2 separate regions of the Mus musculus genome follow, and region 2 is linked to region 1. The links are chromatin contacts, called in public Hi-C maps. All regions are on one chromosome and are shown on one strand. The core of a region is the stretch at or near the end of the contact, and the rest is flanking DNA. Distances in the headings are between cores, read along the strand shown. Region 1 overlaps Wdfy4 (WD repeat and FYVE domain containing 4). Region 2 overlaps Arhgap22 (Rho GTPase activating protein 22).

What was found. Hi-C and Micro-C count contacts between places; a contact is called where the count stands out from the background.
Region 2: a Hi-C map of bone marrow-derived macrophages shows a contact between it and region 1, with 38 read pairs. The contact joins two enhancer-like sites. A contact is called at or near these places in 1 of 15 datasets of contacts at CTCF or cohesin (large pre-B cells), 22 of 484 Hi-C or Micro-C datasets (B cells, the CH12 cell line, ECoMG-derived neutrophils and 12 more), 3 of 115 datasets of contacts at active chromatin or transcription factors (bone marrow-derived dendritic cells, bone marrow-derived macrophages and microglia) and 2 of 9 other capture datasets (liver and pancreatic islet).

What each region holds. Positions count from the first base shown.
Region 1 is chr14:33,143,869-33,148,358 of GRCm38.p6, reverse strand. It overlaps Wdfy4 (WD repeat and FYVE domain containing 4), which reads left to right. Exons shown (of 59, transcript NM_001146022.2): 8 at 1,261-1,418; 9 at 2,965-3,417. Among named protein-coding and RNA genes, the nearest start is that of Wdfy4, 39 kb to the left of the region's middle. Within about 2 kb of position 1,873, at least 2 of the 459 cell types and tissues checked have an H3K27ac peak or open chromatin away from gene starts, as enhancers often do. A contact at or near this core is called in bone marrow-derived macrophages, where this site is marked.
Region 2 is chr14:33,308,490-33,312,979 of GRCm38.p6, reverse strand. The region is part of intron 4 of Arhgap22 (Rho GTPase activating protein 22); the gene reads right to left. Among named protein-coding and RNA genes, the nearest start is that of Gm41130, 79 kb to the right of the region's middle. Within about 2 kb of position 2,094, at least 24 of the 459 cell types and tissues checked have an H3K27ac peak or open chromatin away from gene starts, as enhancers often do. A contact at or near this core is called in bone marrow-derived macrophages, where this site is marked.

The DNA.
Region 1 (4,490 bases), core at 624-3,123:
GTCGATGGATGGGCATTAGGTTTCTTATAGAAGACAGAAGGGGAAACCAGTGTGAGGAAGCGGCTGCTCGGCTCAATCCCTTCTTGTCTGCCTTCCCAGGAGCCATGCTTCATTCACTCCTGATCTGAGAAGGCAAGATCTGGACAGAGACTCCGGGGCCCCTCTGCCCTGTAAGCAGAGCAAAGTATCAGATAAACTCTGGAGGTATCAGCCATAGGCGAGGCATGAGAAAGATGACAGAAATGCACATGTCCACCACAGGCTAGGTGTGAGGAAGACTACAGAAATGCACATCTTCCCCATGCGGTCTGAGTTTTCTTTTTCCTTCTAGGAAATATCGAATCTTCCATTCTGGGGGTGCCCTTTGCTCTGTGAGCCCCTTAAATTCGTGCCTTTTGGGAGTCCAGCCACGGAAAGCAGCCTTCCTCTAAACAGAGCTGTGGTCTTTCACAGGTTCCTCTGTGCAGCAGTCTCTGCTTACTGACAGAGAGTGGTCTGCTCTGAAGAGCTCCAGTGGGCATCTGCAATACAAATCTTACAGAATCTGATACACACATACTGATAGTCAATGTTGAACTTGTAAATTGGGTACAGTAAGAGGCTAATAACAATAGTTAATAGCAAAATTCAATATTTATATATGTAGCCATATTATAACAAATTAGTTTAAAGCATGATTTTTTTTTTAATTTCTGGAATTCTTTGCTGATCTCTCTCTCTTTCTCAGTGTGTGTGTTTAGAAATGTCATTTATTTTATTTTATATTTTATTTTGATAAGGTCTCATGTAACTCACATAACTCAGGATGGTCTCAAGCTCTCTATATTATCAAGAATGATCTCGATACTCCTGTACACACCTTTCGAATTCTAAGATTATGGGTAAACGTCACCACGACTGGTCCTATGCAGTATTAGGGATCCAAACCAGGTCCCTCTGAATACGAGACAAGCACTTTATCAAACAACCTACACCCAAGTTCCAGTTGCTGTTTGGAGGCCACAGATGACGAATGGCAATGGAAGTTACAGAGTACACACATGATGAGAGGGAACTTTTGGGGGTCAGAGAGATGACTCAGTGGTTAAGAGCCTTTGCTTTTGTGGAGGACTAGTTTCAGTCCCAAACACCTACATGGTGGCTTACAACCACCAGTAACTTCAGTTTGGGGAGCTCTAGCATCCTCTTCTGGCCTCTGGGAGGAGCACTGTACACACACATAGCTGTTCCATCCAGGAGCTGACCCTGTTTGTCCTGCAGGTATAACGGGCTGACCCAGGGTGTGGTGGAGCCCCATCTGGAGGAGCTCATCGAGCTGGTGATGTGGCTGACAACCTGTGGGAGGTCAGAGCTGAAGGTGTTTGACAGCGTCACTTATCCTCAGCTTGAAGGCTTCAAGTTCCATCAGGAGGCTTCTGGTGGGTCCTCACTGTGTCTCCAGGTAACTGGAGAGCCAGTATGATGTCCTGACCAGGCTATGCTGGTCTCTGAGTCCATTTGCATTTGTCACAAGGTCTGATGCTTCTGACCTTTGGAGACATGACCTAGACCCGTGGATATTAGATCTTCCCTTAATCTACTTTCCACCTGTGCAATTTCAGCTTTGCACACAAAAAAGCTCATTTTGTGTGGCAAGTGGAGGAAATATTGCTTAACAGAGGCTAAACCCTTATCAAGTAAGGGAGGCAGCCTCTGGAATTCCACCCCTGTCTAGGGGTGACTTAGCCTGTACCATCTGCTTGTGTAATAGAAACAGATGAGCCTGACTCAGCCACCTAGGCTCAGAGTCAGTGGATTTTCTTCCTAGGATGCTGAACATGAACTGAGAATACCAGTGGGCACACTGATGCTTTCTGAGCAGCAGGTGCTCTGCCCCCTACTGGGTGCTAATGTGAACTACTAGTGTCAGCTCTAAAATCCTTCCTCAGAGACTGTCACACATATATCAAACCACAGGCTGCTTGACTGGCACATGCCTTGCCTCGAGTGGGTCTGTCAGGAAACCCTGCACAGACATCCTGCTGAGGGAATTTTTAAAGGCTAAGTGTGAGTCGTCTAGGTTGAAAGGAGAGGGAAGAGTTTAAAGGCACAAAGTACCAAGTGGGGAAGAAACAGTGGTCTGAGACAGCTGGGTGGATCTCGAGATGCTAGCTAGGGTAGGAAGTTAGGAGCTGTGGGAAGAGGCAGGAGCTGTAACGCTGCAAGCACCAGCTAGAGAAGAGTGTTAGGCAGAATCTAGACAAAGAGGATCAGAGATGGCTGGCAGCAGAGAGCCTCAAAGTTTTAGCAAATCCAAGGCAGAAATACATACAGGCAGGAGCTTTGAACCAGGTATTCTGGGGTGAGAGACAATAAGGGTAGAAGAGAAAGCCGGAGTGGGCAATGAAGGTGCATCCTTTCCGCTGTCTAGATGGAAATCTGACTTAGAACAGCCATCTACAGCATCACTTGATTCTAGTTGATAAACCCCAAATCTCCTGGTCCAGCTTTGTTCTGTGGAAATATAAGGTGGACCAATCATCTATCTCGATTTTAGCAAGAAGAAACTGGTTGGATTATTTCTGATAACATATGTTTATCTACCTCAATAGACCCCAAATCCTCAAGGAATGCTTAAGGTGTAGCCACAAACAGAGCAGTTAGTGAGACTCTTGCTTCCTTCTTTCCCCGTGCTGCCCCTTGGAAATCCTGTGTGGCTCCTGCCCTCACGAGCACGCTTTGGTTCAGAGTAGTCATGACTGGAACGCTTAGTCAGTTGCCAATCTTTGGAATGCAGATGCAGCCCTTTCCAACCCCCCACCCCCCCATCATAGTTGCTGAAGATTTCTAGATGTCTAAGATGTGCACTTACAGGAACTAAAAAAGAGAATCATTACATGCTGAGTCCTTGTGAGAGCTCAAGGATGCATTTCTAGACAGGCCGGCAGGGAGCTAACTTGCAGAACTCTTGCTTTTCCTCCCCAGGAGTGACTGTTAAGAATCTCCAGGCCTTCCAGGTCCTGCAGAATCTTTTCCACAGAGCCAGTGACTCTGTCCTTTGCATTCAAGTGCTTTTGGCCATCAAGACCATGTGGGCCTGGAATCCTCGCAATTTCTTCCTGCTGGAGTGGACCCTGCAACCCATCTCACAGTTTGCAGAGATCATTCCCCTGAAGCCAACCCCAGTGCAGGAGCACTTTTTCCAGCTGTTGGAGACTCTGGTGTTCAAGCTGCTCTATGTGCCCCACGAGGTCCTGGCTAAGGTGCAGCGTCTGATCAAGGAGAGCTCGGAGCTCTCCTGTACCCTCGTGGCCTTGCGGAGCATCCTCAGGATCACAGCCAGTGACCGGCTCTTCACAGACATCTTCCGGGACTCGGGACTACTAGGTCTGCTGCTGGCCCAGCTGCGGAAACAGGCCAAGATCATGAGGAAGTCAGGTGTGACTTCAGAGGGGTGGGCAAATGGGCTGAGGTCATTGCTATCCAGGCTGGGCCAATCTGACCACCTTGCAGGGTAACGGAGAGTGCGAACGTGTGGCTCATATTGTGGTGGATAGACAAAAGAGCTCTGGGGTTATAGCTTCACAAAAAACAGGCAGAGTCTCCAAGTCTTCCCCAGAGATGAGAGGGACAGACACCACTTTATGTGAACTCCAGGAATGGACTCAAGGAATTCTTAAGTTACTCCTCCCTGGGTATAGAGATGAAACCCACCAGGGGACTGTGATCCCTCAGTAAAGCAAAGGGGTACTGGGGGCCTGCAGAGACCTAGGCTTTGAAGGTGCTTGTGGGGTTTGCTGAAGTATGACCTTGTGGTCTCCCACCTTGTGGAACTCTCAGAGTGGGGTTCCAGAGTCCTGCTGACCCAGCATGCCTCTCATTCCAAATGGCCTATACACCTGCTTTACTGTGCCCCACACTTTGCGAGGAGCTTTGAGATCCTCACCTCCTGTGATTTTTCAAATAGAAACAAGGCACAAAGTCTCTTTCCCCTGTTCCTCTTGGTTTGCTCAACTCTGTCACTTCCTGCTGCCCTTGGGAGACCAGCCTGGAGGTGGGGCAGCAGGACACAGGGATCTAGCTGCCTACCTTATGCCTCCATGCCTTTCCCTTCTCTCCTTCCCTTTTGCTGCACTGGCGGGGCAGGCCTGGGAGCTCCTCCCATCCACCAAATGCTTTTGGAATTCTGCTCCAGACTTTAGTCAACACTGCTAACGTGTCTGTTTTCTGCTTCTTGTAAGGAAGAAGATGAGGGAGAGCATGATAATGTGGGAGCTTGTCAGCCTCAGCTGGAAACATAGCTGTGCTGTAAGCAGGGCAGTCTTATGCTGTCACCTCACTTCTATGAGACCATTTTCTCCCCTGTAAAACGACAGTGGCTATGACACAGGCCCCATAGGAACGAAGAGAAAGGCACCCACTGTTGGGTGTGGCACATAACAGGTGTCCAGGAATTCCTGCACACATTAACACTATCATTTCAATATTGCTCTGAGGGTGGTTGAGCCTAG
Region 2 (4,490 bases), core at 845-3,344, 160 kb before region 1:
AGTGACTGTCTGGGTCTTGGGATACCGGTAATGTTTATTTCATATTTCTGTATCTATACCATGAAAATACTGTATTGGTGTGTCTCCTTGCTTCCAGAAACAAAACTCTTGTGTAAATTAGTCCCCAGACTACCCCCCCCAAGCTCTCCTAACTGATCACTCCTTTTTCTGCCTGTAAAAGAAATCCCCCAATCTTTGCTAAACCACTTAAAAAAAAAAAAAAAAAAAAAAAAAAGCAAACCCACCACCTATGGCCACAAAAGGCCCTCTATCCAGGAATCCGAGGACACTGGCTATTGACTGGCCTTGCATTTACATACCCAAGGGAGCCACTTAAGTGGCCCTTCACAGGACAAAGATCAGCTTCTGTAGGGTTAAGAGAAGAAAGCAACCCTCTGCCCTCCACATTCCTGCAGTGCACACCCTCACGGAAGGCTGCTTCTTGGACACATTCGAGGGGACTGCTCTTAGCCTGTCCCACATTCTTCCTGCTACAATCACTGTGGAGAACCAGTCTGCACCAGACATGGGAACTCTCAGACCAGAGGCCCCGCTGGAGCCCTGAGTATTCATAGATGACTAGAGCAGCAAGACCCCACCTGTCTGCTGGCTAGCTGAAGGTCTGTGTTCCCTGACCCCACAAGCTCCAGGTTGGCCTTCATTGAAAGGCCTGATTTTTCAGCATGCTGGCATGTTCCATCCTTCCTCCACAGGGGCCGTGGGGGTCCTGTCATTTGAATGTGTTGTCTGAGGCTCGTTTGCTGGAAATGTATTCCCCAGATGTGAATGTTGTATGCATCTGGAGCTTTGGGAGACTATTAGAATTAGATGGGGTTGTGAGGGTGGCACCTCAGGGTGGGATTAGTGCCTTCATAAGAACAGGAAGAAGGGCCAGGAAGAGGCTCAATCAATCAAGTACTTGTTGTGCAAGGCTAGGACCTGAGTTCGATCCCCAGAACCCACATATCAGCTAGGCACAGTTCTAATTCCAGCACTAAGGGGAGATTGAGGCAAGAAGGTTTGGGGCTTGCAGGTCAGCAAATCTATCAGAATCTATGAGCTTCAGGTACAGTGAAAGAGCCTGAATCAAAAATAAATAAATAAATAAATAAATAAGGTAGAGAACAAATAATGAAGACATCCAATGTCAACCTCCACCCATGCGTGCCACACAAGTACACACATGTACACAAACATAAAATGGAAGAGCAACATAGGCTAGAGCCAGCATAGTCCCTCTGTCTCACCACGAGATGCCTTTACCACGTAGGCTGCTGCGTAAGATGCTGTGGGAGGTCCTCAGCAGAGGCTGAGCACGGCGGTTATGCACTGTCATGTGTCAATGTCAACTAGTGTTCTGGGCCATCAACCTGACGTCATCTGGAATTAACTAAAACCCTCACGTGGTAGGCCTCCCTGTGGGAGACTTTGCATAACTTGAAGTAGGATGATCCGCTTCTAATCTGGATCTTTGAGATAGGAAGGCGCATCTTTAATCCGGATATTTTGAACTGAAAACATACACCTCTCACCTGGACCACACCTTCTGCTAGGAGCCTATGTTAGGACATGGAAAAGGAAGCTTTTATTCTTTGCCTGCTTGCTCTTGCCTTGCTAGCAAGTCCACCCCTTCACTCGCATCAGAGCCTACTTCTTTGGAATTCCAGCATAAACTGAAGATGAACTGAGACATCCAGTCTGGTGAACTGAGAGACTACTGGATTCTTGGACTTTCCTTTCACAGACAGCCACTGTTGCCATAGCTGTACCACAGCCCATAAGTCACACACACACACACACACACACACACACACACACACACACACACACACACACACACAGAGAGAGAGAGAGAGAGAGAGAGAGAGAGAGAGAGAGATTCATTCTATAAATTCTTTTACTCCAGAGAACCCTAACTAAAGTCTTCCCAGACTCCAGAACCAAGAGCTAAGTAAATACTGTTACCCACTGTACAACACTAAGTTATAGCAACCTCCGGAAGGGACTCTAGCCAGCTCAAGCGTGGCGAGCATGCTTCTGGCAGGCCTTGCTCTTTTCCCTGATTCCCTCTGCCTTGCTAAAAACCGTTAGATTACATTCCTAAAGCTAGCTACCAAGGTCTATTCCCTTATTTGGACACTTCCTCCTCCTGAGGCTGACTACCAAAGTCCAGCTAGCAAAGTATTGAAGTCCAGCAATCAGAAGCCTCCTTTGGTTCAACTAATTAGCATGCCTCATCCTAACACAGGGTTTCCCTTTTACCTTTATAAACTGCCATTTTCCTATGTGTCAAGTCTGTCTCCTGTCTATCCAGTACCTATCCACGATGGGACAAAAATACCTCTTCTCCCTTCTCCCTTGTCCCCTTCCTCTTCTCCCTCTTCCTTTGTTTCCTGCCCATGTCTCTTACTCCCTGCTCTCTGTCTCTCTGGGGCACATGCATCTCCTTTGTGCTGAGAACTTGGTCTTGGGGGTCCTGAGCCCCTACTTTTCCTTTCACCTCCAAAGCAGACTAAGGAAGGCTCTCCCATGCACCAAGCACCTGCTTTGTGCTAGGCAGTGTTCCATCCGCAGCTCTTAACAAGGAGGCTCAGGGCATTGAGTGGTGTACACAGCTAAGAAGCAGCAGGTCCTCCCATGAGCCTCTTAGATGCCTACATCTCTACCCCTTCCCCTAAGCCTTGGGATCTCAGGGCGGGTCTCAGAGGCTCCGGGTGATGCTGCAGGTAGAGTGATGGTTGTAGCATGGCAGGAAGCACTGGGCAGAGAGGAGCCCGGGAAGACTGAGATCCCACTATGGGAGAACAGTAGGAAGAGGGGCTCTGTCTTCTTAGTTTCAGTTCCTGAACGTGTGCTGAGGGCTCCAAGGTCAGACAACTGGTGTCTGCGGCAAAGTGCAGTGTCGAGGGCAGGGGCCATTCTCAAGTCCACTGTGGTACAGAGGGCTGCCATAATGTGTACCCACACACTGTGTGGCTTAAAACTCCTGACTCTGTGAGAGATCTGAAGAGCAGAGAGCTGCAAGATGTCGGTAGGACCTGCGGCCTCTGAGTCTCTAGAGAAGCATCCTTCCTTGCCTCCTACAGCCTCTTGTGGCTTCCTTCCTTCCTTAGCATTTTTTGGAGTAGGCTGCAGTCTCTGTCTCCACTCCCAAAAGGTTTTCTGTCACTGTGTCCCCTGCCTCCCCACAAGGATTCCAGGCACTGGATTTAGGGTCTGTCCAGCTTGAATTCAGTTCAGCTAATTGTATATGTAAGCACCCTACTTCCAAATAAGGTCAGACCAAGGTGCCAGCAGGCATGAATTCTGGGTGGGGGGAGACACTATCTGCCTGGGACAGCAACCCCCTCCATCTGCCACGGTGGCCCCCATGTCCATTTGTCTAAAGTCAGCAGGAACGGTGGATGCCAAGTTGATGAAAGTCTCAATCTGCTATCTTTCTGGAACACTCCAGAACAATGCTGCTCCCACTAAAAGTGTTTGAGTTACTAGTATTTTTTTTCTATAGGTGAAATCCTTTGTTTCAAAACAGACATCTCATGAGCCAAATAAAATATGTCTACAGGCCAAAATCAGACACAGGCAATGAGCCTTGACTTGCAGCTCAACGTGCAGCTTTAGAGCTATGCTCCATGTCTGGTCACCGTTGTCACCTCCTGTACCCTTTCTGTTCCCTAGCAATTGCTCCTTCACTGGGGTCATTGAGGCCAATATCTTTTGAAGGCCCTGCCCCAGGCTCTGAGTGTACTGACTGAGTTCCTGCCTAGCAGAGCTCGGATGGACTTGAGGCTGTCTTGTTCTGAGCACTGTTTTCCAATCTCCTGAGCCACATGAAGCATCGACAACCTACTGTCAGCAGATTCTGTCCCAGGGGTCTAGGTGGGGCTCCTGGACCAGCATTTCCAACAAGTTCCCTGGTGATGTTGATGGAGCTGACATACTGACCCAGAGGAAGGGTCTAAAGAGCAGCCTGGTCCATGAGTGTCTGGGCTAAAGCTTCCTAGATAGAGCACCATGAACATGGACTTGGATCCCTAAGGTAACCTGGGTCAATCAATCCCTATCTCGTAATCCTCTGCCACCTTCCTCCCCACATCCTACATTTCTCCAGGGCTTTATATACATCTTCATTTTGAGCTGGCATGGGACACACCTCCCCCATACCAACCTCCAAGTTTGGCACCCTGTCACTGATGAGGACTTTGTCCACAGTCCTTGCTATCCCGAGGTTGTAGTTTCCATCACTGACCAGGGTTTCCACTGGCCCCTGCTAAGAGTGGTACCCTGGAGGGGGGTCTCACCCGGACTGGAGCCTCACTTTGTCATGGAACAGTGGAAACAGTGACTGCTCTGTGCCTCAGTTTCCACATCGACAGAGCACCAGTGTGCTCCCCATTCACAGCCGTGCCAGGATACATGTCTCTGTTTGTGCTTGTGAGGTGCTGTGTGGCCATGCGAGTTCCTTTCAGTCAAATGGCACTTTTTGGGGT